Regions from separate parts of the Astyanax mexicanus genome. Here region 2 is linked to region 1. The links are chromatin contacts, called in public Hi-C maps. All regions are on one chromosome and are shown on one strand. The core of a region is the stretch at or near the end of the contact, and the rest is flanking DNA. Distances in the headings are between cores, read along the strand shown. Region 1 has its middle 31 kb from the start of LOC103034289. Region 2 overlaps raraa (retinoic acid receptor, alpha a).

Evidence for each region. A called contact is a pair of places that touch in the nucleus more often than the background predicts.
Region 2: a Hi-C map of muscle shows a contact between it and region 1, with 18 times the contacts expected there. The contact joins two enhancer-like sites. A contact is called at or near these places in 2 of 3 Hi-C or Micro-C datasets (both in muscle).

What each region holds. Positions count from the first base shown.
Region 1 is chr15:21,523,071-21,525,962 of AstMex3_surface, forward strand. No RefSeq gene overlaps it. Among protein-coding and RNA genes, the nearest start is that of LOC103034289, 31 kb to the left of the region's middle. Within about 2 kb of position 1,526, the one cell type or tissue checked has an H3K27ac peak away from gene starts, as active enhancers do.
Region 2 is chr15:21,735,601-21,738,492 of AstMex3_surface, forward strand. All of the region lies in intron 5 of raraa (retinoic acid receptor, alpha a), which reads left to right. Among protein-coding and RNA genes, the nearest start is that of mki67, 14 kb to the right of the region's middle. Within about 2 kb of position 1,466, the one cell type or tissue checked has an H3K27ac peak away from gene starts, as active enhancers do.

The DNA.
Region 1 (2,892 bases), core at 276-2,775:
AAGAAAATTCCATGATAATATGTAATATTTCCCTTTTGATAGATAGGATATATTAATCAGAACCATTAAGAACCACTGATTGCCTTGTTATGTAGCAGCATTATGTTGCCCTGAGGCTACAATTAAAAAAAAGTAAATGTCTTTTGGTAAGTAAATGTAAACAAAACAGTCACATATATGCAAAATTATAATAAAACAATCAAAGCACAATGGAATCATCAAAAAAGTGTTTTGTTGCTGGAAGGCAACACCAAGCCATAATTGTAAAATGTTCCTGTTGATATATAAATAACAAAAAAGAAAATTAAGAACCACTGATTTAGCATGATCACATTGTTATGTATCTGCATAATGTTGCCCTTAGGCAATAATTACAAAACAGTGTTTTGGTAAGTAAATGATGTAAGTAAATTAATTGAAACCAAATAGCCACATGTATGTCCAGCAATAATAAAAGAATGAAAAGACAATGTAATAATCAAAAAGTGTTTTTTTGCCTGAGTTTATATATAAATAGAAAAATAAGAACCACTGTTTCAGAATAATTGCATTGTCATGCAACCACATATTGTGGCCCTAAGGCAGCATTACGAAAATAGTGTTTTGGTAAGTAAAGGAAACAAAGTAAATGATACAAAATAGCCACATATATGTACGCTAATAATAAAACAATGAAAGAACAACGGAATAATCAAAAAGGTATTTTGTTGCCTGAGGGCAACACCATGCCATGAAGCATTAAGAAGCACTGATTCAGAATTATTGCCTTGTTTTGTAGCAGCATAATGTTGCCCTTGGGCAAAGTAAATGAAAACAAAATAGCTACAGAAATGCACAATTTTAGTCATTTATATCACAAAAATCACAAAACCTTTACGCATAATTTCTGAATGATCCTGTATCCATGTATCTCAATGGCCACAATTTAGAAAGTAAATATAACTCTGACACAATACTACAGTATAACACAGCACAGACCCTGCAGAGACCTCACTGACCTTTAGATGGTGTTGTTGGCTACGCAGCCTCTCTTGTAACACTTGCTTCACTGTGTCAAACACACGAACACTGAGTCACTATACTGTCATTTTTTCATTAAGTGTGTGTGCAGGATGGGATTTACCGGAGTATTAAAATGTTGTGATGATTTTTGCTGAGGAATCTACCTTGGCGGCTGCTGGGAACCCTGCATTAGTCAAGTGGTGTGTTTACTTGCATCTTAATGTTTTTGACGACAAAACTGTAATTGTCCTTTGTGATCGCTGGTGAGGTATAAAGAACAACCAGACTGGAAACACACTGACCAGGATGGGATGTTCTAGGATTCTTTCTGCTCGTTCTAGCGTGAGTGCGTGCACCTGTCTAGCAAGCATGTGCTTTGGCTTTTTTGTGTGCATCCACTGTCGGTACAGTCCAAGTTTCTAGGTGCATGAGCAGGTGAGCTTGTGACGAGTGGAGGAGTGACGGCTGGTCCTCCAGGGGGAAGCAGGCAAGCGCGGCATGACGGCCCAGCCAGAGGCCCCCCTCCCTGGGTAACCTTTACAACGGGCCTGCCTGTCAGGCTGGAGCTCTGAGTCATCGGCAGCCACTCTGCCCTTTTCCCCACGAGCGCTGCCAAATCTGATGTGACACAGAAGGATCGGAGAGAAAGACACAAGAAGGGGAGGGAAATGGGACGAGAAACAAGGCGAAGATACTGATTGGGACTTTTCTGACTCGGCCAAAGAAGTTGGCCTAAGTCACCGGTGTCGGGTTCTGTGTCTTAAATGTTTTTTTTTTTTGTTTTGTTTTTTTTTAACACTTTAGATAAGTTTGGAAATTCCTAAGAAAAAAATGACTTATATGAATTTGTGCTGTGACTATGATCTGAAGAGTTGAATCCAGTTTGAATCCTGGATCACACTGCGTGGCATCAGCAGCCAGAGTCTAAGAGAACACAATTGGTCTTGCTCTCTCAAGGGTCTCAATCAGTCCTAATATTAAGTTGGTCAGCACTGGCATCTGTTGGCTAATATATCAGAGCTGGGGTGCTGCGCTTTCCTCTGAGCAGACCTGTTAGCCGGTAATGCTCAATCAATGGCAGTTGGAAAAGAGGAGGTGTCTGGCTTTAAATGTAAAGGGAAAGATTTCATGTAACTATAGGACAAGTTTTTGTAAAATGACTTATTACTCCGTTTTATAAGGAGTGTATGACGCTTTTATAAGAATTAAAATATGATAAAAGTGAAAGATTTCATGTAATTATAGAACAAGTTCTTGTAAAATGACTTATTACTCCGTTTTATAAGGAGTGTATGACACTTTTTTAAGAATTAAAATATGTTAAAAAAAAAGATTTGAAGTAATTATAGGACAGCTTCTTGTAAAATTACTAATTATTCCGTTTTATAAGGAGTGTATGACGCTTTTTTAAGAATTAAAATTTGTTGAAAGTGAAAGATTTCATGTAATTATAGGACAAGTTCTTGTAAAATTACTTATTACTCCATTTTATAAGGAGTGTATGACGCTTTTTTAAGAATTAAAATATGTTACAAAAAAGATTTCATGTAATTATAGGACAAGTTCTTGTAAAATGACAATAATAGTTGTTAATCAAAGTAAATACAATAAACTGTTTTTGTACGGTTTATATCTGTTTTTAAATGTAAAAGCATTTTTCTGTTTTTTTTTACAAACATTTTCTGGCACTCCCTGCTGCCGGAAGATTACTGTTTTTTTACACTTTTTTTATCAGTGTATGTGCTAGTCTACATCCTCCTACATGAATGGAGATTGTAGAGTTATTGGCTTTCCAAATTGGAGAGAAAATGAAATATTGGTCACACTGTCTTCCTGTCTTCCAGTCTGTTTTAACCGGACTCAAAATTGCAAATGTGAAAACACCCTTAG
Region 2 (2,892 bases), core at 216-2,715, 210 kb after region 1:
TTTCTCATTTTCTGCAAATAAATGCTCTAAATGTTAATATTTTTATTTGGAATTTGGGAGAAATGTTGTTTATAGTTTATGAATTAACTGAAGTGGTCTCTTATTTTTTTCCAGAGCTGTATTTGCATTGTAGGAGCCTAGTGGGTGCCTAGTGCATCACAATAAAAAAAAAAAACATTTTAAAATATTTTATTAGAAAAATGTTTTTTGTTTCCTAGAATAAAATGCTTGAGGTGATACTTTAACTTCTACAGAAGTATTTTTTTAAACCCTAGCATCTATACTTATACCTGAGTAATGAATGGGAATACATTCATATTCATACGTAGCATAGGAAGAATATTTCAACATTAAAAGTGTCCGGAACTAAGGGATGTTACGACAACCAAAACATCTTATAAAGTAGCCTCTAAATGAGAAGAAAGACCCAAATACAAAACACACACACACACACTATGTGAAGAGGGAGATGGAGGGATGGTAAAGAAGGTGAGAACATTGACGTTTTTATCTTTTCATTGGATTTCATCTGTGAGATGAACGACCTGCCAAATTTTTAATTTTCTTCTTGCAAATTATAGCAGTCAACACACACACACACACGCACGCTTACACACTCACAAACCTTTTGGTGTGGATAGCTACAGTTATGGATTTGTTGTGCACAGGCAGGTACAGAATTATGCTTGGACAACACACACACACTTACACACACACACACACACTAACACAGTTAATATTTTTCTCTGCTTTCTCCAATATGCCTCCAACTCCCCAGCTTAGTTTTACCTGCTGAATGGCAATGTGAGAAAATCACACAAACACACACTCACACGGTCACACACTTACACTCTTCCCCCGTGGGTCTTTGTGTGTGTGACGGATGAAGCGGTCGGGCTAATAGCGCTTTAATGGCTTCATTAAACTGTGTGTGTGCGGCTTATGATCGCCCCGGTGATCCGTCAGAGAGAGAGAGAGAGAGAGACAGAAAGAGTGAGAAAGAAAAGAGAGTCTGAAAAGCATAAGCTTTAATAAAGAGAAAGAGGGACAGAGATAACAAAAGACAGAAAAGAGAGAGACACCGAAACCAAGGGACTGTTTTTGTAAGAGAGAGAAAAAGAAAAGGGGCAAGAAGATAAAGATGAAGAAAAATAATGTGGTGAAGATGAGAAAGAAAAGAGGAATGAAGAATGTAGAGGGAAAGAGAGAAAGAGTTAGAAACAGGGTGGAGAGAAAGATGGAGTGAGTTAGAAAAGCGGAGAGATTGGAAGAAAAATAATGGAGTGACACAGAGCAGAAGCAGATTACTCGGTGTGTGTGTGCCTGTGTGTGTGTGTAACTCTGATAAATGACTGACGCTTTCATTAAAGCCAGAGCTAATGTAATAACGCTGTATGACAAATACCCCACTCTAACACACACACACACACGCATGCACGTACACACACACACACACAGGGAGGGGGAGGGAGGGACGGGGGGAGGGAGGCACAGGGGTTATTTGGGTGGAGAGGTTCCCTCTTTCCATTATCACACCTCCTCTCACTACTGCAGTGGTGTATCTTTGTTAGGTGTGAATCATGAATGTGATGGTTATTAAATTGTATGTTTTCTCAGTAGTGTTATTGGAAAAAACTAAATAAGAGAAATATGAGAATCTGAAAAATCTGATTAATCCATAGCTGGAAATAAAATGTTTCAAAAGAGCCTCACCCTATATTCAGCTTTCTTGTTTAATTATTTTCAGAAGGGAGATGTTTAACATTTCTTTCCATTAATCAACTATTTTAAGCTTTAAGTACAGTAAAGCTTTTGTTCAACAAAATTTATAATAATGATAAGAAAAAGAAATGAAGAAGAAAAACAACCGGACGAGGAGTTGTGAAATTACAGTGCGCTGTGACTCTGTAAAAGCATGATATGGTTTGAGATGGTTATCAGACCATGAGTGTCTTTTTTTTTTTATCTTTTTGTAAATGTTTGACAGAGACAAAAGTATATTAACATGGGTAAACAACATTAAAAACTATGGGAGAAAAATGGACTGACTACTTTTTTCTTACTAAGTTTTTGTTCTAATTTGTATTTCCTCTTTTGCACGGCGTGAAGTTTTTTTTTTTCTTAGATATCAAACAAACACAAATGACAAAAAAAAATCTAAAACTGGAACAAGCACTTGTGAAACAGTGTAGAAACACTGAGCTGTGCAATAAAACCCAACAGCATGCTCTTTGTAGTTCTGTTAGTGTCGCCTAAAACTCGACTGTTTAAGCCTGGACATACCGTATTTTTCGGACTATAAGACGCACTTAAAAACTTTTAATTTTCACAAAAATTGACAGTGCATCTTATAATACGGTGCGCCTTTTGTATGGATTTTAGTCGTCAGGTTGTAAGGAGCAGTAAACACACACTCCGTGCAGCGTTATAGAGAGTTTCAGTGCTATACAGAGTCCAGAGCCGTGCAGCTCCGAGGCTGAGCAGCAATAGCATTAGCTAGATGCTAACCGCTAAGCTAGCTAGCTTATTCACTGAGATCAGTATTATCTAAATTTTACTCGTCAGGTTGTAAGGAGCAGTAAACACACACTCCGTGCAGCGTTATACAGAGTTTCAGTGCTATACAGAGTCCAGAGCCGTGCAGCTCCGAGGCTGGAGCAGCAAATAGCATTAGCTAGCTTATTCACTGTTCAGAGATCAGTATTATCTAAATTTTACCCGTCAGGTGTAAGGAGCAGTAAACACACACTCCGTGCAGAGCAGCAATAGCATTAGCTAGATGCTAACCGCTTAGCTAGCTAGCCTTTTCACTGTTCAGAGATCAGTATTTTCTAAATTTAGCACTTTTAATACTGCTGGAGCAGTATTATTAGAGTTAGATGCTAATCGCTA